Regions from separate parts of the Sus scrofa genome. Here regions 2 and 3 are each linked to region 1. Evidence: chromatin contacts called from public HiChIP or PLAC-seq data. All regions are on one chromosome and are shown on one strand. Each heading gives the region's core, a stretch centred on a gene start, on an enhancer-like site or on the middle of the called end of the contact. The rest is flanking DNA. Distances are from core to core; before and after follow the strand shown. Region 1 has its middle 230 kb from the start of KLF6. Region 2 overlaps LOC102157904 (a long non-coding RNA gene). Region 3 has its middle 21 kb from the start of KLF6.

Evidence for each region. HiChIP or PLAC-seq counts read pairs in DNA pulled down with a chosen protein or histone mark.
Region 2: a contact with region 1 is called in an H3K27ac HiChIP or PLAC-seq map of alveolar macrophages. The contact joins two enhancer-like sites. A contact is called at or near these places in 2 of 47 Hi-C or Micro-C datasets (embryonic fibroblasts and fetal skeletal muscle) and 1 of 2 datasets of contacts at active chromatin or transcription factors (alveolar macrophages).
Region 3: a contact with region 1 is called in an H3K27ac HiChIP or PLAC-seq map of alveolar macrophages. The contact joins two enhancer-like sites. A contact is called at or near these places in 1 of 47 Hi-C or Micro-C datasets (embryonic fibroblasts) and 1 of 2 datasets of contacts at active chromatin or transcription factors (alveolar macrophages).

Annotation. Positions count from the first base shown.
Region 1 is chr10:66,717,183-66,719,882 of Sscrofa11.1, forward strand. No RefSeq gene overlaps it. Among named protein-coding and RNA genes, the nearest start is that of KLF6, 230 kb to the left of the region's middle. Within about 2 kb of position 1,384, at least 16 of the 83 cell types and tissues checked have an H3K27ac peak or open chromatin away from gene starts, as enhancers often do. A contact at or near this core is called in alveolar macrophages, where this site is marked.
Region 2 is chr10:66,559,088-66,561,787 of Sscrofa11.1, forward strand. The region is part of intron 1 of LOC102157904 (a long non-coding RNA gene); the gene reads left to right. Among named protein-coding and RNA genes, the nearest start is that of KLF6, 72 kb to the left of the region's middle. Within about 2 kb of position 1,369, at least 13 of the 83 cell types and tissues checked have an H3K27ac peak or open chromatin away from gene starts, as enhancers often do. A contact at or near this core is called in alveolar macrophages, where this site is marked.
Region 3 is chr10:66,508,461-66,511,160 of Sscrofa11.1, forward strand. No RefSeq gene overlaps it. Among named protein-coding and RNA genes, the nearest start is that of KLF6, 21 kb to the left of the region's middle. Within about 2 kb of position 1,326, at least 23 of the 83 cell types and tissues checked have an H3K27ac peak or open chromatin away from gene starts, as enhancers often do. A contact at or near this core is called in alveolar macrophages, where this site is marked.

The sequences.
Region 1 (2,700 bases), core at 134-2,633:
CCCACCCCCAAGATAACAGTGTCAGTGCTGCTGCTAAGTTTGGCCAACACGGATGAGTAGTAGTTCCTCCTCTGTATTTTGTCCTTATTTTCCAGCTGTTTTCAAAGGACTGTTAATCATTTCCACTAAAAAGGTCAATGCAGAGGTCTTTAGAAAGCGGCTTCAGGGATGAAATGGCTCGGACCTCGGGCAGGCCTCTCTGTCTCATCTCTCCTTTGGTGAGAGTGTGAGAGGGACAGAGCGGCCTGGACGGTACAGCCACTGCTGAGTGGGAATCGAACCATAAATCCTGCCCTTTAGCAGGAGAGGAGGCCCTCAGAGAGGGGGCTTCTCCCGGGGGCGGGGGGAGTCGGTGGAGATCTTGACGCAGAGGCAGAGGTCAGCTGGAGAGAGACAAGACGAGTGAGATGAATTCAGCACACTAACTCATTCGGCAAACCTTCATCCAGCATTCTCCCTTCTGTATGTTAAGTATTGTGTCAGATGTCAAGTCCATTCAGCCGTGCATACTTAGCTCGAGGGAAGCCAGGGCGCAGATGGAGGCTTTGGAAAAGCTGGTGGCTCAGCCCGAGTATTAGCTCAGGCCCCAGGAGCATGACGTGCACTCAGCTTTGCACAGTCAGGAAGAGAACAGCGACTCGGTGATAAATTAGAATGATTGGAGGCAGAATCCCAAGTGAGAAGCTTGCATGTGCCCAGCCCTGTGCTGCAAACTGCGAGAGCGGCAATAACCAGCCCCCAAACTGCTCGTCCTCCAGTATATCCTATGCGAACACAAACAGAGGAAATTTAAATGTCGGGACAAGACTGTGCATCACTTAGAAGGGCCACCCCCAGACTCAACTCAGCAGTCCCCCTTGTCTATTTGGAAAGGAAGTCTTTCCAGCCACATGCGTACAGACCCTTCTGGGCTGAACGGCATCTCCCCCAAGTCCATGTGTTGAGGACCTACGCCCCAGGAGCGCAGGAGGTGACTGTGTTTGGAGATGGGGTCTTTAAAGAGGGGATTAAGGTCAGTGGGGTGGGCTGTATTGGACAGGTGTCCTTAGGAGGGGCTGAGGACACAGGCAGGCACAGAGAGGACCCCGCGAGGACACGGAGAGCACAGCCCTCATGCCCGGGAGAGAGGCCTCAGGAGAAAGCAGCCAGGCTGACACCGTGACCTCAACCCCCAGCCTCCAGGAGGGGAGGAGACGGGTGTCTGGTGCTCGACTCCCCAGTCCGGGACACCTTATGAAGGCCACCTAGCAGTCAGCGTGTCACTTTGCACTGCTCTGGAGATGGAAGCGCCACTCTGATTGCACAAACTCAGTCTCCTTCCTTCTGGGCTGTCACTGCAACGAGACATCGCTGACATCTGACTTAACCCTCGACCCAGAAGTGTGTGGTTTTCCTGTTTAATTTGTTTATGGTGAAGGGCTTCCTTGTTTATTACAAGGCTTAGCATCTAGTCTTTTGTGTCAAAAGTAGAAGAACCCAGGGCACAGCAGTTTGATTTCTCGTCTCTCTCCACAGCCCGTTTCAGGTTCGGCGCCAGGGCGTTTAGGAGCCAGAGCCCAGGTCAGAGCAGTGCCGTCTCTGTGGTCTCCCCTGGATGGGGGGCCCTGGGTCAGCGAGCCCTTGGCCAGCTGTCCCCGTAAGAGGGGCTGTTGGCTGGGAAGGGACTGCCAGGTGTCCGAGGACACATGCGTATGTGCGGCGTCACGGGGACAGTGCCGAGCGGCTTCCCTCAGATTCTTAAAGGACATGTGGCCCCAAACACTTGCAGACTGCCAGGGAGCTTCGTGTACATCCACGGAGTGTGGAGGGTTTCGGCTCTACCGGCTCCCGCGTTCTCTCTGTTTCCCGCTGGGACCCCACCTCCGGGTGCCTTGGAAGCGGGAAGCAGCGAATGGCATCGCATGTGTGCCGGACTAGGGATTTCTACCTAAGCGGAGGTGTCCTAAGAAGTGGTCTGTGTGGGTCAAGCCTCTGGTGCCCTGACACCCACGTCCGCGTTTGGCTTAAGGCTTTTCTGGGGAGGCGTGTGGGAGCACAACCTCGCCCAGGCTGAGGCCCCTCCTTTGACCAAGCTTGACGCACCGATTCCAGCGCTGACACAAATGCCTCAAACGAACGCCTCCCTGGCAGAAGCAGGGTGACTCCTTTCTTTTAAGTATATTCCGGAAAGTTCTGGTCGGTTTGGAAAAATTGCAGCGCTGTTAGGTCATAGCAGTAGAACACAGATCTGACTGAGGCAGAGAACGAGCCAGTGAAAAAGCCACGGCGGCCAGGATACCCGGGTCCTGGTGCCAGGGTGCCCACGGGTAGATGTCTCGGCAGCTTCTCCCTGGGAACACACAGCAGCGTGGATAGAACCAGGGACCCGGTCTGACGTCCTCGCTGACGGAGGAGGCCGAGGGCAGTGCGGGAAGCCAGACCCTCAGACGGATGCACTGCTCCCGGGGCCGGAGGCGCTTGGGCTCGGCCTGGCCTTAACTGGCCGGGCCTCAGGGGTGTGAGTGCAGGTGCCGTTTGGTTGCTGAGAGGAAACGTCCCTTTTTTATGTGCGCGGTCCAAACCCAAGTGTGTTCTTTTTTTTTTTCTGAAGAGAAAATAATGCTCAAAAGTGATACAGGCTCTCTTATAATATGGTGTGTAATTAGATCCACGTCCATGAAGAGCCGGGGGGTCTAATCGACACATGTTTATTGAACACCC
Region 2 (2,700 bases), core at 119-2,618, 160 kb before region 1:
TAATCTAATATCTGGAGGTTGAACACTCTTGGATACTCTAAGACAGCTGTGGCCGCTACACTGTATCAACAAGAATATGGCAGATTGGGTAGATTATAAAGGCATACATTTATTTCTCATGATGGTAGAGGCCGGGAGTCAAGATCAGGGGCCTAGCAGAGTGGGATCTGGGGAGAACTCTTTCTGGTTGCAGATGCCAGCCTCTCATTTCATCTTCACATGGCTGAGAGAGCAGGAGAAGGGCAAAGCAAGCTCTCCCCAGACTCTCCTAGAGGCACTAATCCCATCTGTGAGTGCCCCACCCTCCTGACCCTGCTAATCCTAATCATCTTCCAAAGGCCCCTCCTAATACTGTCACATTGAAGGGCCGGATTTTGGGGGGACACAGACATTCAGTCCCTACATCTTTCAAACCGTGGTGCCTGTACATTTAATAAAACCATCAAGCCATTGCCCTTTGCATGACTCACAAGCACTAGAGAACAACAATTTTAAAAACTGAAATTTACTGCTCTGCAGGCATACCAGATCCTTTAGTGGGATGGAAGTGTGAGCTGGGAAGGTGTGAATTTAAAACATCCCAGTCATGCTGTGGTGGCGTATTGAAAATACGAGGGAATGGATATATCTTGGGAACAAAGTATCCAGGTTGGAGATTTTGGGAAATGACTGTTCTGTCTGATAGAAAAATGGTGTGATGAAAGCATCAGAAATGAAGGCAGTGTGTGCTGATGATGCTGGCCTTCAGGAGAAAGAGGAGGACTTGAAGAATATGCCCACATGAAATAATCTCATCTTCAACTTAGTTTTTGACCTCCCCAGGCTCACAGAGCAAGAGTGTTCCTTCTTTACTGAGAGATCAGAGCTTCTCTCCTTAGCATCTGGACTTCTGCATCAAAAAGGCCATTCTAAGAGTGCTGGATTGAGTATGGCCTTCTAACTGGAAGCTGCCTCATCCTACCATGCCCCTGTCAGTTCTCCAGACTCTCTCCATAGTTCTCTCAATTTGAACCAGTCTCTCAGACTTTGGATGTTCCAGAATCCACTTTCCAGCTGAGTCCCAACCACTTGGCTACCTTCCCCAATCTCACTTTGAGTTTCCTGGGAGACATGGGCCCTGACTGATGGGAATTGGGGCAGCCTGTCAGAACCCATAGTGGCGTCTAGTATCCGTGCAGCTGACATGTGCATTATTTAGAAACCACGGGGTATGTAAAATGGGAAGAGGTCCACTTGGCAGTTCAAATTGGCGCATGTCTGTCTTGTGACACTTCCTCTGCTTCCTGGAATAGAATTCAGCCCCTCTTCCAGAACCTCCTGCAGAATATGTGACTTGCATTTGCAGAGTCGGCCCTGGGGCGTTTCATAACTCTGCCTTGATAACCACGTGGTAACAAGATTCACATATTTAGCAAGCTAAGAGCTTGGGATGATAAGTGGTATTAATAACGCCTGTCTGTGCTCCGTATCGCCTGACTTGATCAAGTAAACGACTCCTCTCACCCTAGCATGTTGAGTACAATAGCTGATTAATGTGAAATAAATCCATACAGTTCAGAGGAAGCTTTTGCTGAACTGGAATGAACATTTGGCACATTTAGCTGTAATTGGAAGTGAACCTTTAACCAGCAGATCCCGTGAAGGGGGTGCTTCTTCCTAAGTGCGCTTGTGTCCTGGCCTAATCACGTGACACTGGACTACTTGGGTCTTCATTTTCTTTTCTTTTCTTTTTTTTTCTTAATGACAAGAGTAATACATTGTTTCGGGGATGAGTAAATTTTATTCATTATTGCACCTTTTTTTGTTGTTGTTGTTAAAACTTACTGCATAAATACTTGGAACCCTGAATTCCAGATGAAATGCCTGAGTTTCATCCGTACTGGCTGTAAACACTGGCCTACTGTTCATGTCTCCCTCTGGTGTAGGTCTGTACCCATCAGCGTCCATCTCTCTCTATATGGCTTTGGTTTTGCCTACCTCTCTTGGGATTCACTATCTTGTCCTTTTTATCATTCATCTTTATCATATGTCCCCCTTAAGTGGCTCTTGGATGTTTTCCCTGAAATTGCTTCTTGGGAAGCCCCCAGTAGCTCTCATCTCCATAATGGGCTTGTCTGGCTGTGGGCCGCCGTCCCGTCATCCCTGTACTGCTTCCTGGGAATGACCACATCCCAGCAGGATAGCCATAACAGTTTCTAGTACCACCCCCAGAACACCTACAGGGGGCAGGTAGGAAACAAATGCACAGTGGAGTTAGTCAGCTCTTTCCTCCTCTGGCTAAGGCTGCTGCCCAGAAGAAGGGTGACTTTGAGACACATGTGTCTTTTTGTGGCCATCAGCCTAGGCCCCTTCTCAGCAGCCCCTTGACCCCATGGTCAGTGAGTCTTTCACACCCGCAGTCCCTGGATGGAGCAGAGGAGGACTGGCACGGTGTCCCGCTCATGTGACCCCTGTCTTCCTGTGCAGCCTGCTCTCCTTTCTCCACTGGGCCCTGTCTTGTGGTCAGTGTGGTATCTGACCTGGGGTCAGCTCCCTTTTCCTGCTCTCATCACTCCCAAGTCCGGAGTCCTTACCTCAGCCCCCACTTCCCACATCCGGGCCCCACTTTCCCTTGGGCACTGTCCCCTCACCTGCAAATTGGACCCAACAAAGTCTCTTTAATTGGGCTGTTGTGAAGGTTTTAGGAGATGCTAAAAGCAG
Region 3 (2,700 bases), core at 76-2,575, 210 kb before region 1:
TTGAAGATCACCTCCTGTTAGTCTCCCCCAAACCGTGAGCACAGGATTTACGGTCCCTGTTTCAGGATGGTGGTCCCTAAGGCCCAGCATGCCCGTGTCCCTGACCCCAGCCCATCACCCAGACCTTTAACAGCTAAACTGTCCGTGACCCCTCAGCAATGCCGAATAACTGGGGTGTTAGCCAGGCTCACGGGGAGCAGGTTTTCATCGAGGCGTGGCAGTGACCCGGGTCTCCTGGGCTGGCACCCCAGGTGGCTTGTGAGTCAGGAGAGGGGCACTGGGGTGGGGCCGTCAAGCAAAGCTGCATTTTCTTGTCCATTCACGCCATTGTGGGAAAATCTGTCAAGCCTCGGGAAAGTGGCCGGACACGTTTCTCCGTAAGCTCCTGGGCACACATGCAAGAGGTGCCACACCCCTGACCTCACAGAAGAGGGAAGGCCTGGCTGAGGCTCCCTGAAGAAATGCAAGGCATGTCCACATAAATCTGGATTGTCAGGCAGTGACTTGTGCCCTGAGAGGCCCTGTGGGGCAAGAGAATGAGATGGGCTGGAAACTGAGTTCCAGCCCTGTTGGCCACGTCTGAGCTGTGTGGCTGTGGGTGAGTCCCTCGACCTCTCTGAGCCTTCACTGCAACATCTTGTTTGCGAGCTGTTGCTTGCCGGAACTTGTTTGCATGTATGTCCTGTTTCCTAAGTCTGCAAATTCAGCAGGTCAAAAGCAAGAACCCGAAGGATGAGAGAATTAACCGAAGGGGATGGATCCCACACGGGGACCCTGGCTCACGACCTTTTCTGCAGCTCATTTAGTCTTCCATTTTAATTAATGTGTCCGACTTCTTTTTTGCCTAATGCTCCTTTCCACAGAGTCGGTGGTGACTTTATCTCCATGCACAGTTCTTTTTCAAGCCCCAGATGTTTGGCATAGAAATGAACCAAAAAGCTGGGGTTTGAGATGCTTCTCTGCTTCCTCAAGAAAGTCTGGAGAGAGGACCCAGCTGAGCAGCCCGGCCGGGCGGGCAGAAGGGTCCTCGGAGCTGCAGCTCTGGTGGAGAAATACCTCCTTAATGCAGTACATGGAGAGCAGGAAATGAGGTGCTTTTACTGTTTTATTGCTTGCGGAGTCGAATCGAAGTCAAGAGGCAGAAGTCACGACGACTCAAGAGGTCTTGAAAACATGGCAAGCCTCTTAGAGAATGGCACGCTTTTATACAGCCTGTGCGGAGAGAAAATTGTGATTAAGGATCTGTAATTTTTATTTGCAGACTTTCAGTTCTGCTCTCACTTGGTTGAAACCATCGTTTCCGTCTTTCATTTCCTGTATTGGGTATGTCCCCGAGAACAGCTTCTCTGCACGTCTACACTGCCTGGATCTCGGCACTTTGAGGAGCGGGGCCGTGCCTGTGCCTCCTGCCTGGAGGGAGGACTCTGGTTCACCTCTAGGAGCCCTTGCCAACGGGGACCTGAGCACGCGAAGGTCTGGGCGCCCGAAAGGGTGCTCGTACCCATGCCCACAGCCACGCACACAACTGAAGGCTGGAGAGCAAATGCAGAAGTCGCTAGTGGGAGAAAATGCCATTGCCAACTGCACATGGAACTAAGGTTTCGAACCAGATGGAAAATCAGAAGATTCTGAGGAACTTGAAAGTTACCCGAGAACTTGTGCTCTGAGATTAAAAACTCAACCTTTCTTCATCCTAAATATCATGCAGATTCTGACTCCTAAATGTGCAGCAAAAACCTCAAAAAAAAAAAAAAAAAAAAAAAAGAAAGAGTAAGGAGAAACATGCATGTTTTGTGTGCATTTTGAAAAAGAAGGTACTGGTCAATACCAATCTTTAGTTTTCTCCCTGACGCTAAAAGTGAAGCTCGAATTCCTTGGCTGAGCATGAAACCGGGAGCTCAGACGCGGAGAGATGAGGCCATGGGCGCCTCCGGGCCTGTGCTGGTCACACTCCCAGCGTTCTTGTCGCGGTCCACCACCTCCCAGGCCTTCACCATGTTGAAAGTTTAAGAGCACGTATCCCCCGGGGCATTCTGAGAATGTCCTAGAACATATTTGGAAAGGGAAACAGAAAGGCCCTTTTATTTTTTAGGAACCATTGTCTCAATGATCTCATCCTGGAGAGTGACGGGAAGGACCCAGGCAGCGTCAGCTCTGATTCTGGCCTCTGAGCCCCGTGCTGCCCGAGGTCTGCTTCTCGAATCCACCTCAGGGCTGCGCGGGGGCCCCTGGCTGTGATCCCGGGGAAGGAAAGAGGGAGGGCACGGCCCCCCAGCACCCGGGACCCACCTCGGAGCATCCTGCCTCTTCTGCAGATGGGCCCGCGTGAGCGAGATGCACAGAGCTCTGCTCCCCGCCTCCCCCCCCCCCCCCGCCTCCACGGGGAGCGGGGGTGGGGGTGGGGGGTGGAGGAAAGGACAGTGGTCGCTCCCTTCCAAGTCACATCCTGCCCAAAAGCTCCATCAGGAGGAAGCGGCGTGGGGCCACCGTGACAGAGGACTTCAGCCTGGCGGTCTTCCTCAATCACCCTTTTTGCTCTTTTGTCCTTCACTGTCCTTGGCCCTTCCTCCCTTAGCCCCCAGGGCTCTGCCAGTGCTTCTCCCTGTGAAGCCTGAAAATTTCACAAGACACAGACCCTAGAGTATCTCCTAGGACAGAGCCTGAACCACAGGGGCCACTCTTAGAAACAGTCCTTTGCCT